Regions from separate parts of the Mus musculus genome. Here region 2 is linked to region 1. Evidence: chromatin contacts called from public Hi-C data. All regions are on one chromosome and are shown on one strand. Each heading gives the region's core, a stretch centred on a gene start, on an enhancer-like site or on the middle of the called end of the contact. The rest is flanking DNA. Distances are from core to core; before and after follow the strand shown.

Region 1 (5,222 bases), core at 1,948-4,447:
GTAAAGATCCTTTCCCAATCTGTTGATGGACTTTTTGTCTTATTGACGGTGTCTTTTGCTTTGCAGAAGCTTTGCAATTTTATGAGGTCCCATTTATCGATTCTTGATCTTACAGCACAAGCCATTGCTGTTCTATTCAGGAATTTTTCCCCTGTACCCATATCTTCGAGGCTTTTCCCTACTTTCTCCTCCATAAGTTTCAGTGTCTCTGGTTTAATGTGGAGTTCCTTAATCCACTTAGATTTGACCTTAGTACAAGGAGATAGAAATGGATCAATTCGCATTCTTCTACATGATAACCGCCAGTTGTGCCAGCACCATTTGTTGAAAATGCTGTCTTTTTTCCACTGGATGGTTTTAGCTCCCTTGTCAAAGATCAAGTGACCATAGGTGTGTGGGTTCATCTCTGGGTCTTCAATTCTATTCCATTGGTCTACTTGTCTGTCACTATACCAGTACCATGCAGTTTTGATCACAATTGCTCTGTAGTACAGTTTTAGGTCCGGCATGGTGATTCCACCAGAGGTTCTTTTATCCTTGAGAAGAGTTTTTGCTATCAGGAGTCTTATGTAGACATACTATAATTATGCTAATTCTGCACCAATATGCAGCAGAATTAAAAATTCCTGGGGGCTGTAGAAATGGCTCAATGGTAAGAGCAAAGGAGACAGGTTTACTTTCCAGGATGCACAATGTGACCAACTAGCGTCTGTACTAACGAGTTCAAGGGGATCTGATGCCCTCTATGGGCACTGAATACACATGGTACACATGCCTGCATTTAGACAAAACATTCATACACACAAAATCTTAAAGACTAATGAAGCTATCTGAAACGTTTTCAAATCCTATTTGTCTGAATTTACTTAACAGCAATATTGCATTTTTGGTGTCTTAATTACAAGTGAGACATGCAACTATTGTGTAATAACATGGTTAAAATTGAAGCCGACTGAGGAGATTTTTGAGAACTGTTAGTATTATGTTTGTAGCTTACCTATAAATTTATTTTCATACAATAAATTTATGTAGGTGTTAAGAAAAAAATCAATATTTACAAATGTGTTATCTATAAAGGAATAATCTGAAATTAAGTCAATATTTTAAAATATGAAAAAAAGATCATTGTTTTCAGGAGCATATTTATTCAATAGAATATGAGAGAATCATTAGGATATATACTTATAAATAGGTAAAATGCATTTTATTCTATTTTAATGAGGATAAAAGTTCTTACAACAGTGTATAATTGAACCATAATTAAAATCATAAAGTTTCATAATTAAAGCAAGCACTTCATATATTGGGACATTGGAATTCAGGATTTTTTCTTCCAGTCACAGTGTGTGTGTGTGTGTGTGTGTGTGTGTGTGTGTTTGTGTACACATATACATGTGTGTATGGAGGCCATAGGCCCAGGTCAGATGTTCTCTTCTACACATTATTTTCAGTGTTAGAACCTGTCCTTAGTCTGGAACTCACAGCTCTACATTGTGAGGATACCATGCACATGCTAGCGCTCGACTGCTTCAGATGATGATTTCAAACTCAGGTCTTCAGGCTTTCATGGCAGAGGCTCCTGTTGACAATTGTGCTCAGACCCCTTCTCCCAGCTTTCGGAATTTCTATAGCTTTTATCCTGGAAAATCCGCGAAGTTGGAAGCAAGCCTGTGAATGGCTGCGCTTACCCACTTGGCATCTACATTAATCATATTGAAACAAGATATTTGAACATAACTCCCCATATTTTAATGAAAATGTATTTAATCAACAACAGCAGCCGAAGAATCTTATCAATCAGGAAGGTATCCCCTGGTATAAGAGATGCTGGATATCTTCCATTCTTCTTGACAGTCATAAATATGCCAATCTTTCAAATGCAAAAATGACTAATTTCAACTGCATTAAGCTAGATGCTCTGAAAATCCTGCCTCAACATCTGCTTTTCTGGGCACAAGTATATAGGAACACATGGAGTCAAAAATGCAACCTGTGCAGATTCAAAGTAACGCTTTGGTTTGAGAAACCAAAAGTGAGTTACTTCCCAATGGAAGAGCTTTGGAACCCAGCACACAGTGTGTGGTCTCAATGAGTTTGGTAGTATCAGAGACAAGTTTCTTCTCTTTAATACAAGTGACATTTTTGCTTTTGTCAATAGTCGTTTGGCGTCTATCTGGGTCTTGGCCTCTTTAGGATACCCATAGCTCACGATCTCCAATTCGTCTTCCTGCTTTTGCATGAAACTAGATAATTTTCTCTTGCCATTTCAATTTTCATTATTTGATTATTTTTATTTGGAATTGTGGGGAATAGGTGGAATTCACTTAAAATGTGTTCTATAATGGAGAGTCCATAATATTCTGCCATATGTGGATAAGTATTATTTGCTTTCCATTACCACATTCAATAATTCATTAGAGTGTGTGAAATACAAGTGTTAATTCAAGCAGGGCCAAGTGGCACAGGCCTACATTTTGAACTACTCAAGAACCTTTTTCAGATGGGGCACAAATTTAAGGCAGAGGGAGTGTAAGGCCAGGCTTTAAAACTTTGTGAGATTCAGTCTCAAAACAAAAGAATTTTAAATTAAAAAATGGGGCTGAGGCTCAAACTCAAGAGACTCAAACCCCAACACCACAAACACAATAAATAAATTAAAAACAATATAAATAAATGCTATTTAAAAACTCATATATAGGAAAGATACTGCTGGCAAAGCTTTTTCCTAACTTTCCTAATTTGAAAGCTCCCTGTTGGAGGTGTTTCAGTAGTTAATGAGGGGCCATACTTTGACGAACATGTGAGTTGAAGAGATTCGCGATGCAACGCTAAGGGCGAATGGCAGATATATACGTAGGAACAAAACATAATTCATTAAACAGTTTCTACAAGTCAAATGATAAGCCTTATCTGTCCTTAGAGATCAGGGTCAAGGGTCATTTTTCCCTTAAAGTGTGAAAACACTTTAAAAATGGAAACATATATTGAATTTTTTTTAATTACTTAGATAGACCTTGGACAAGATTCAGAAAATGGAAATCACTCCAGAAACCCCTTTCCACTTTCAATGAAGAAATCTTTGATCTGAATTCACCACTTATAAAGGGTGTGTGTGTGTGTGTGTGTGTGTGTGTATGTGTGTGTGTGCAGGGATCCTTGGAAGATTTTCAACATTTGATGAGATAGCTCTTTGGATGGTTTTCAAGACCTAGAGGGGTCCATAATGAAGGATCATGCTGCTTCCATTAGTGGATTTTTCCTCTTCATGTTTGCAGACAAAGCTGTGAATTGGTCCAATTTCTTGTTTGGCTAAGGTAGTCTTTATTTTTAATAGAAAGGCTAGTCAACTTGGCACATTTGCAAATGAGAAGAGCAAATGAATGCAAGTAACATTTAGATAATTCTCAGGGCCAATAGGAAACAACTTTGTGCATGTGACAGCTGTACCTCGCCCCACCCCCTGGTAGCTTACCCAAAAGAGTAATATATTATGAAATTGATGAAGAGTTCATGTCTGTTTTTACAGCTGTTAATCATCAGGTGATTGAACGATCATGTTAGAAAGGAAATTTGTTGGGTTATGTATGTTAAAAATGCAACTTTATCCTTAGATAGTTAATTTCCCTAAATATGCCACCTTTCAGTTTTTGAGGTCTTTTAAATTACTAAGTAGGTTGACTGAATAAGTACTACTTTAGGGAATTTTACTAACATTTACTCGTTTATTTTATATTTAAACTAGAGGTTCCATCTACCTTAATATCATTTTTCTTTTCCTTGAAATGATAAATATATTATTACAAAATGAACCGTACTTATGTTTAATATTTCAACAGATTTTACATCGTTTCTACAACCGAATGTAACATCACAATAAAGTTAGTGTTTGGAAACAGGTGTTTACAATGGCAACATATGCCTGCTTTGAAAGTTATTAGGAGATGTAACTAGTGGATGACATCTGAAAGTAACTTAATGAAAATACTTCACACTCACTTAAATGTAAACACCAGACAGGGGAATCACTTAACCAATAAAGGAAGTAGACACAAATACCAGCCTTTTCAGGTGTAAAATACAATAGTTTTCAGGTATGGGTAGAATTAACTGTTGCCTGTTGCTGTAGGTGTTAACAGCCCCCTCCCCAGCTTTTCTTAGTACCAGAAACAGTTTCAGCTGTGTGAACCACACCTACCTCCTCCTGATCCCACCAATGTTAATTCAAGATGACTTTATTAGGTGTTAGGACATTATTTACACAAGGGAGGTACATAATACAAAGGTTCAAAAGTGACTTTATTTCACTGTTTTTCTTCTAATCCAGCCAAAGCCAGATAATTACCACAGGGTTTTTTGTTTGTTTGTTTGTGTTTTTGTTTTTGTTTTTGTTTTTGTTTCCCACTAAGGCTGTGCTTCCTTGCATTGATGATGATTCTCTGCAGTGAGTACAATACAGTCTTCCGTAATTTTCTTGATATCACAGACCCAGTGAAACTGTTTCTAACTGAAAACCAAGCTACAGGATCCAGAGGCAAAAATGGTACCAATTGAGTCCTATATCTGCCTATAAAATAGTGTTCTCTTTAGGTAAAATAAAAACCAAAATGGGTTTAATGTTATTTTTGCATCTTAAAGACTTATTGTAATAATAATCCTACCTTTTCTGATGGAGTGGAAATCATTACCAAAATACAAATGGAAAAGCAAAAGCCTTGCTTCGTAGTTGTAAACTATTGCTTAACAGTATGTGACATGGACTGGAGTGGAATATTCCTGTACTCAGTGGCACAGACGGACATTTCTGGATGAGATTCTGCCCCCTTGTAGTGGAATGTGGTGTACATTTTGATTCCCTGGCATGCCTACACTAACACCCATCTGTTAAGATGGCATTGTTCCTAAAGGAAGAAAAACAGCATGGTGGTTTGCCAAATTCCAAAAGTCCTAGGTATGTGCCATACGTATACATTTCTGAAGGTAGTTTCAATATTGGAAAAAAAATGAATTTAGGTTGGGACTTACTTTCTCTTAGACTATAAGTTCACTGGTGTCCATTATAAGAAATAATGTCATTAACACTTGAATGATAACAAAGTACACTTTCTTATGCTTGAACTTGGAGACAGTTGCCATGAATGCATGGACCTTAAAGCGAACACAAGCTCATTGTAAGCACTTTCAGCAAGTGCTTGTTATCCATTTTTATGGATACATACATAAAT
Region 2 (5,222 bases), core at 2,011-4,510, 460 kb after region 1:
CCCCTTTCCTGGTTTCCCCTAAGAAAACTCCTTATCCCCTTCCCGCCCTGCCCCCCTCACCAACCCACCCACTCCTGCTTCCTGGCCCTAGCATTCCCCTGCACTGGGACATAGAGCCTTCACAGGACCAAGGGACTCTCCTCCCATTGATGACCAACTAGGCCATCCTCTGCTACATACGCAGCTAGAGCCATGTGTCCCACCATGTGTATTCTTTAATTGGTGATTTAGTCCCTGGGAGCTCTAGGGGTACTGCTTAGCTTATATGGTTGTCCCTCCTATGGGGCTGCAAAACCCTTCAGCTCCTTAGGTCTTTTCTCTAGCTCCTTCATTAGGGACCCTGTGCTCAGTCCCATGAATGGCTGTGAGCATCCACCTCTGTATTTGTCAGGCACTGGCAGAGCCTCAGGAGACAGCTATATCAGGCTCCTGTCAGCAAGCACTTGTTGCCATCTACAATAGTTTCTGGGTTTGGTGACTGTATATGGGATGGATCCCCAGATGAAGCAGTCTCTCGATGGTCATTCCTTCAGTCTCTGCTCCACACTTTGTCTCTGTAACTCCTTCCATAGGTATTTTGTTCCCCCTTCTAAGAAGGATGGAAGTGTCCACACTTTGGCCTTCCTTCTTCTTGAGTTTCATGTGGTTTGTTCCAGAAGCTCAGAATACCCAAGATACAATTCAGATGACTTCTTACCAAAAAAAAAAAAAAAAAAAATCAAGTTACTGAGGAAATGAGAAAAACAATATAAAGTAAGGAAGAATAATATCCTTTACAAAATTAAAATATCACACAAACTGCTTAATGGGGATTCCATTCTTAGAGTTTCAGTTCATGCATGTTCGTATTTCAACCTTGAACTTAGTGGAATTTCTCACTGTGTGTGTTGTATGTGTGTTTATGCCCCTGTCAAGGTCAGTGGTGACGCACCATCCACCTCTCAAGTGCTGTGTGGTCTTGGGTTAGTACTGGAACAAGAGAATTTACTTTTCAAATTAGGAAACATATGTAACTGTGCTGTGTTGAAGCTTCCATGGCAAATCAAATACTATATATCTGTATTCTCCTCTTACCTATGGGAGTCTGGAAAGTCACTCCATGTTTCCTGGAGGCTGCAGTTTCTACAGCTTCTTCACTTGTCTACTGAATATACATCTTAAGCATATTATAATTCAAGGAATAATCTGTCTCTACCCTGTGACCCTTACCAACTATTTCCCTATTTCTGCTCATATTCAATCTTATAAGACGATCCTCATGACTTTCTTAAGTCTTGTTCATTCTAGATTTTCCCTCAATTAATTCTCTCTGTGACATTAACCATTTTTATGTTGTGTTGCCTGTCTGGAACTAATTCTGAACTGCACTCAGAGGAGAGTTAAATTAGCATATCTAAAATCTCAACCACATGGAAATTTAAGAAACAAAACCAGAAAGATTCAATGACATAAATCATGTGGTTCTTAACACTGATTTAGACAACATTAGCATATTCTTGGCAGCTTTGAAATCCCTCAAACTGCAGACAGAAAGCCACTATACCCAATTGATACAGTCTCAAGCTATGCAATAAAAATCCTTATATAATTCTAGTGTAATTAGATTAATAATCACTGCTATAAAATTCTAAGAAGGACATTTAAAAAGCCCCACAGGAAGGCATTGTATCTCAACCAGAGAAAATTGGAGGAACATCAGAAATGACACCTGCACAGGGCTTTGGAGGATGAGTTGGTCAATCCACTTGAGAAAAAAGCCTGGCTACTGAAACATCACTGTGTGATAAGTGTGCATTTCTGGGGAATATGTCACCCACACTACCTACTAAGAAATAAGAACATAGAAGAACATGGCTCTGAAATGTAAGCCTCGAGTTTTTGCTCCCACCATTTAGTCTTTCCAGATATGTGCGACACCTCTCTGTCACTAACAGTGACTTCCTGAGAAGCACTGTAATGAGTGTGAGTGGCACTAGCTATACTGGGAACCCCCAGTATCCACAGAAGACTGCACACAAGTGTGTGTTACTCCATTTCCAAGGAACCTGACATCCTTTTCTGGCCTCTGCACACATGCAACATTCACACACACACACACACACACACACACACACACACACACTTGGCGGGGAGGGGGGGAAGGGAAGAAGGGAGAGAGGAAGGAAGGAAATTTTAAAAGAACATAAAAACAATAAAGGATTAACCTTAAAATATTTAGCAAAAAAAAAAAACCTGACATTTTAGGGAAGTTTTGTGAAGATTAGAAAAAAACAAAAACAAAAACAAAACAGTCTAATATGAGAGTGAAGGCTTAAGTTTCTGAGACCCATTCCCATGAGTGTGCACATATAAGGTCTTGAGAGAATAAAGTTTAACTTTGGTTTTTACATGGTCTATGTCATGGTAGGAAACTGAATTTTCAAGCATCCTGAATGAATACTTAGTCAATAAATAAGTTGTTTTGTAGGCTTTATACAGAACACTGGAAATACAGTGAGAAAGTTAAAAAAAAAAAAAGTTACAGGTTTCCATACAGTTGGTGCACATTGTCTGCTCTGGCACCTAAGGACATCCCTATGTATGCTCTCACTGACCCTGTGCACAGATATTCTGGACCACAATATTACACACAAGTGCTACAACACACAGATCGCATTTCTACCACAGGACAGTTTCCAAACCTGAATACTCTGCAAACGAAAGTCACAATATATGAAAGCATAATCTTTCTGGTTCTATCTGATAGATCTGTGTTAAAATAAAATGACAAATAATCTTACCACATGATTTTGACACATGAAAGTCATAGATTTTTTTTTTTTTTTTTGTAATTTAGCAACAACAAATAATACTAGGTGCTATCTTTTTGCAGAACTCATCAGACATTTAGGAACATTTAGCCTAATGCAATTCTGCTTTTCTCTATGATATTACATCTGTAAAGTTACTAAGTTCTTAACAACAACAACAAAAATTAAGCAAAATCTGAATAGAAAAAAATAACATATACTAGAATATAGGTAAAAAATATGAAACCTTTATAATTAAATATCATTTGAAACAATTGATAACTTCAAGGCTTTTTTTTAGTACAGAGGCTTTTTGGTGGCATTTAATAAAGAGAAAAACCAAGGGAAACAACACACGACTACTGGTATAGTTGAGACGCTTAAGCAACTTTGACTGTGGTGCATACATATGGTGTTATGCTTTGAGGAACACTGAATTATCTTGGCAGGAGTTACTTTTCCATTCTTGGACAATAACACTGGAACAACTTCCCAAAACATGCAGCATCTCCTGGCACGCACACCCCGTCCGTCTGCCCATTTGTTCACAGAGATTCTTTCTCTTTTCCTGCAGAAATGAGTTGCCCGTGTAGAGATGAAAACAGTGGACCAACAGAACCAGAATTAGGGCTTGCAAGAGCATCCTCCATTTAGGTCGACTGCATCTCTGTCATCGACTGACAAGTTTTTTACATGATTTCTAAAACCTCTGCCAGTACAATGCTCTTGTCACACTTACATTTCTCTAATTTTCCATAACTGATCAAAAATTGGTAAAACTTCATCCATGAAGGTTAGGGAATGTTATCTCAGTGCCATTTAAAATACTTTGAACAGTGCTTTCCTTCACAACTGCCATTAAAATAGCATGGGCCTACAAGAGTTCGATCCCACCCTTCTCATTCTGGGCACTGTGTTAATTTCCCCCCATTCAGCTATTCCAATATAACAAATGGGCTTTATCTCCTTGGATCAGCTCCTTCCTCTAATGCAGACAACTTAATGGATTTTAGGTCTAAATAGAGTATGGCTCGTTTCTGAGTATTAATTTCAACTTTAGTTATTGTAGAAATTATGTCCTCTCATGACGTGAACGACGCTGACCACTAAAACAGAGTGGCCTAATATATAACCCAAATTAGCAAATTTTGCCTAGGCAGCAAAGTTTAGTTGGCTCTAGTTTCCCTCTTGACAGGTCATTTTCAAAGCAAGTTCCCCATCTACTGGCAGGTCCCCATCATGGTTCTATCTTCCCATTGCTAATTTACTATATGCATTCGAGTAATATCTTTAAAAACAGTTAATTTTCTCTTCTCATCCCACTCTATGTCATGGATGCATGTCAGGTTTATTTTCTCTGTTAATGTATGAATTTGACACCTTCAAATAGTCAAAAGAGAATTCACTTTTGATTGTTGTTGGAATAAAAACAAAGGAGAATACTGGACATAAAAAGCTGCCTGTAAATTATAAACATGTTGTTAGTAACATACAAAGGGAGGCAAAAATTGCTTGCACAGGTTCCCTTTATTGTAGAACTGTACCAAGGAACATAATGGGTTTCCCTGTACTTAAAGCCATTTGTAGGGTGTAGGCCCTCATTCATGTTTCTCATCCAGTATTTGAAGATGGCCTCAGGGTGATATTTCTCACCTAGATGTACCATTTGATTAGGATCATCTTAGCCTCCTTTTCTACCCACTGTTACCACTAAAATATCCTCTTACAGTTGTCCCAGTGGTTCCTCTCTTGTTTTCTACTAATGCATAGGTCCTTATAGAATTACTGGATAAAAAAGGTATATCATTGTCCATGAAAATATTAAGCATTAGTGGAGATTGTATGAAAGTGTTTGTTATTATCACACAACTCTGTCCACCTGCTATTTCTATCTGCAAATTTCTGACATAGAGTTCTTCATTGTTCTTGTTTCTTGCACATCAATAAACAACAACAGCTACAAGACTTGGGGATCCCTCTGGTGCCACAAGAGTCCCCCCCCCCCCAAGTTACAGAATTCTGGTTTCTACAATGTAAATATTCTAATCTTTCTATTTTATAGGTGAGAAATATGAGAGTCATGAACAGAAAAAGTAGGCTTCCAAGCAAAACTTGGATGCAAATGCCCATCTGCTACTTAACTGCTTTGTTGTCCCTGGCCAGTGATGATGTTGCTAAGTGAGCACATTAATTCTGCAATGTAATAACATTACATTGTGAACTACGTATATAAAGATACTCATGATAGTAGGCCCTGAGTGACAGAAAAAATGAAAACAGTTTCATAGTGAGTTAAAATGAAAAAACAATGAACTCATCTTGAGGCAAGGTTTACTAGCCCAGGGACTCAGGATAACAATGTAGAATCAGAAAAACAAGTGAAAGCTGTGTCTGACCAGGTCTGTAGTAATTATCTGATTTCTCAACAAGTAG

Evidence for each region. Hi-C and Micro-C count contacts between places; a contact is called where the count stands out from the background.
Region 2: a contact with region 1 is called in a Hi-C map of cerebellum, with 6 times the contacts expected there. The contact joins two enhancer-like sites. A contact is called at or near these places in 2 of 15 datasets of contacts at CTCF or cohesin (pro-B cells and stem cell-derived epiblast-like cells), 22 of 484 Hi-C or Micro-C datasets (the AtT-20 cell line, the HL-1 cell line, the STO cell line and 13 more) and 2 of 115 datasets of contacts at active chromatin or transcription factors (astrocytes and embryonic stem cells).

Annotation. Positions count from the first base shown.
Region 1 is chr12:39,033,439-39,038,660 of GRCm38.p6, forward strand. No RefSeq gene overlaps it. Among named protein-coding and RNA genes, the nearest start is that of Gm34662, 52 kb to the left of the region's middle. Within about 2 kb of position 3,198, at least 3 of the 459 cell types and tissues checked have an H3K27ac peak or open chromatin away from gene starts, as enhancers often do. A contact at or near this core is called in cerebellar granule neurons and cerebellum, where this site is marked.
Region 2 is chr12:39,490,036-39,495,257 of GRCm38.p6, forward strand. Gm34923 (a long non-coding RNA gene) reads right to left here. Exons shown (of 3, transcript XR_381461.2): 3 at 1-689. Among named protein-coding and RNA genes, the nearest start is that of Gm24069, 31 kb to the left of the region's middle. Within about 2 kb of position 3,261, at least 4 of the 459 cell types and tissues checked have an H3K27ac peak or open chromatin away from gene starts, as enhancers often do. A contact at or near this core is called in cerebellar granule neurons and cerebellum, where this site is marked.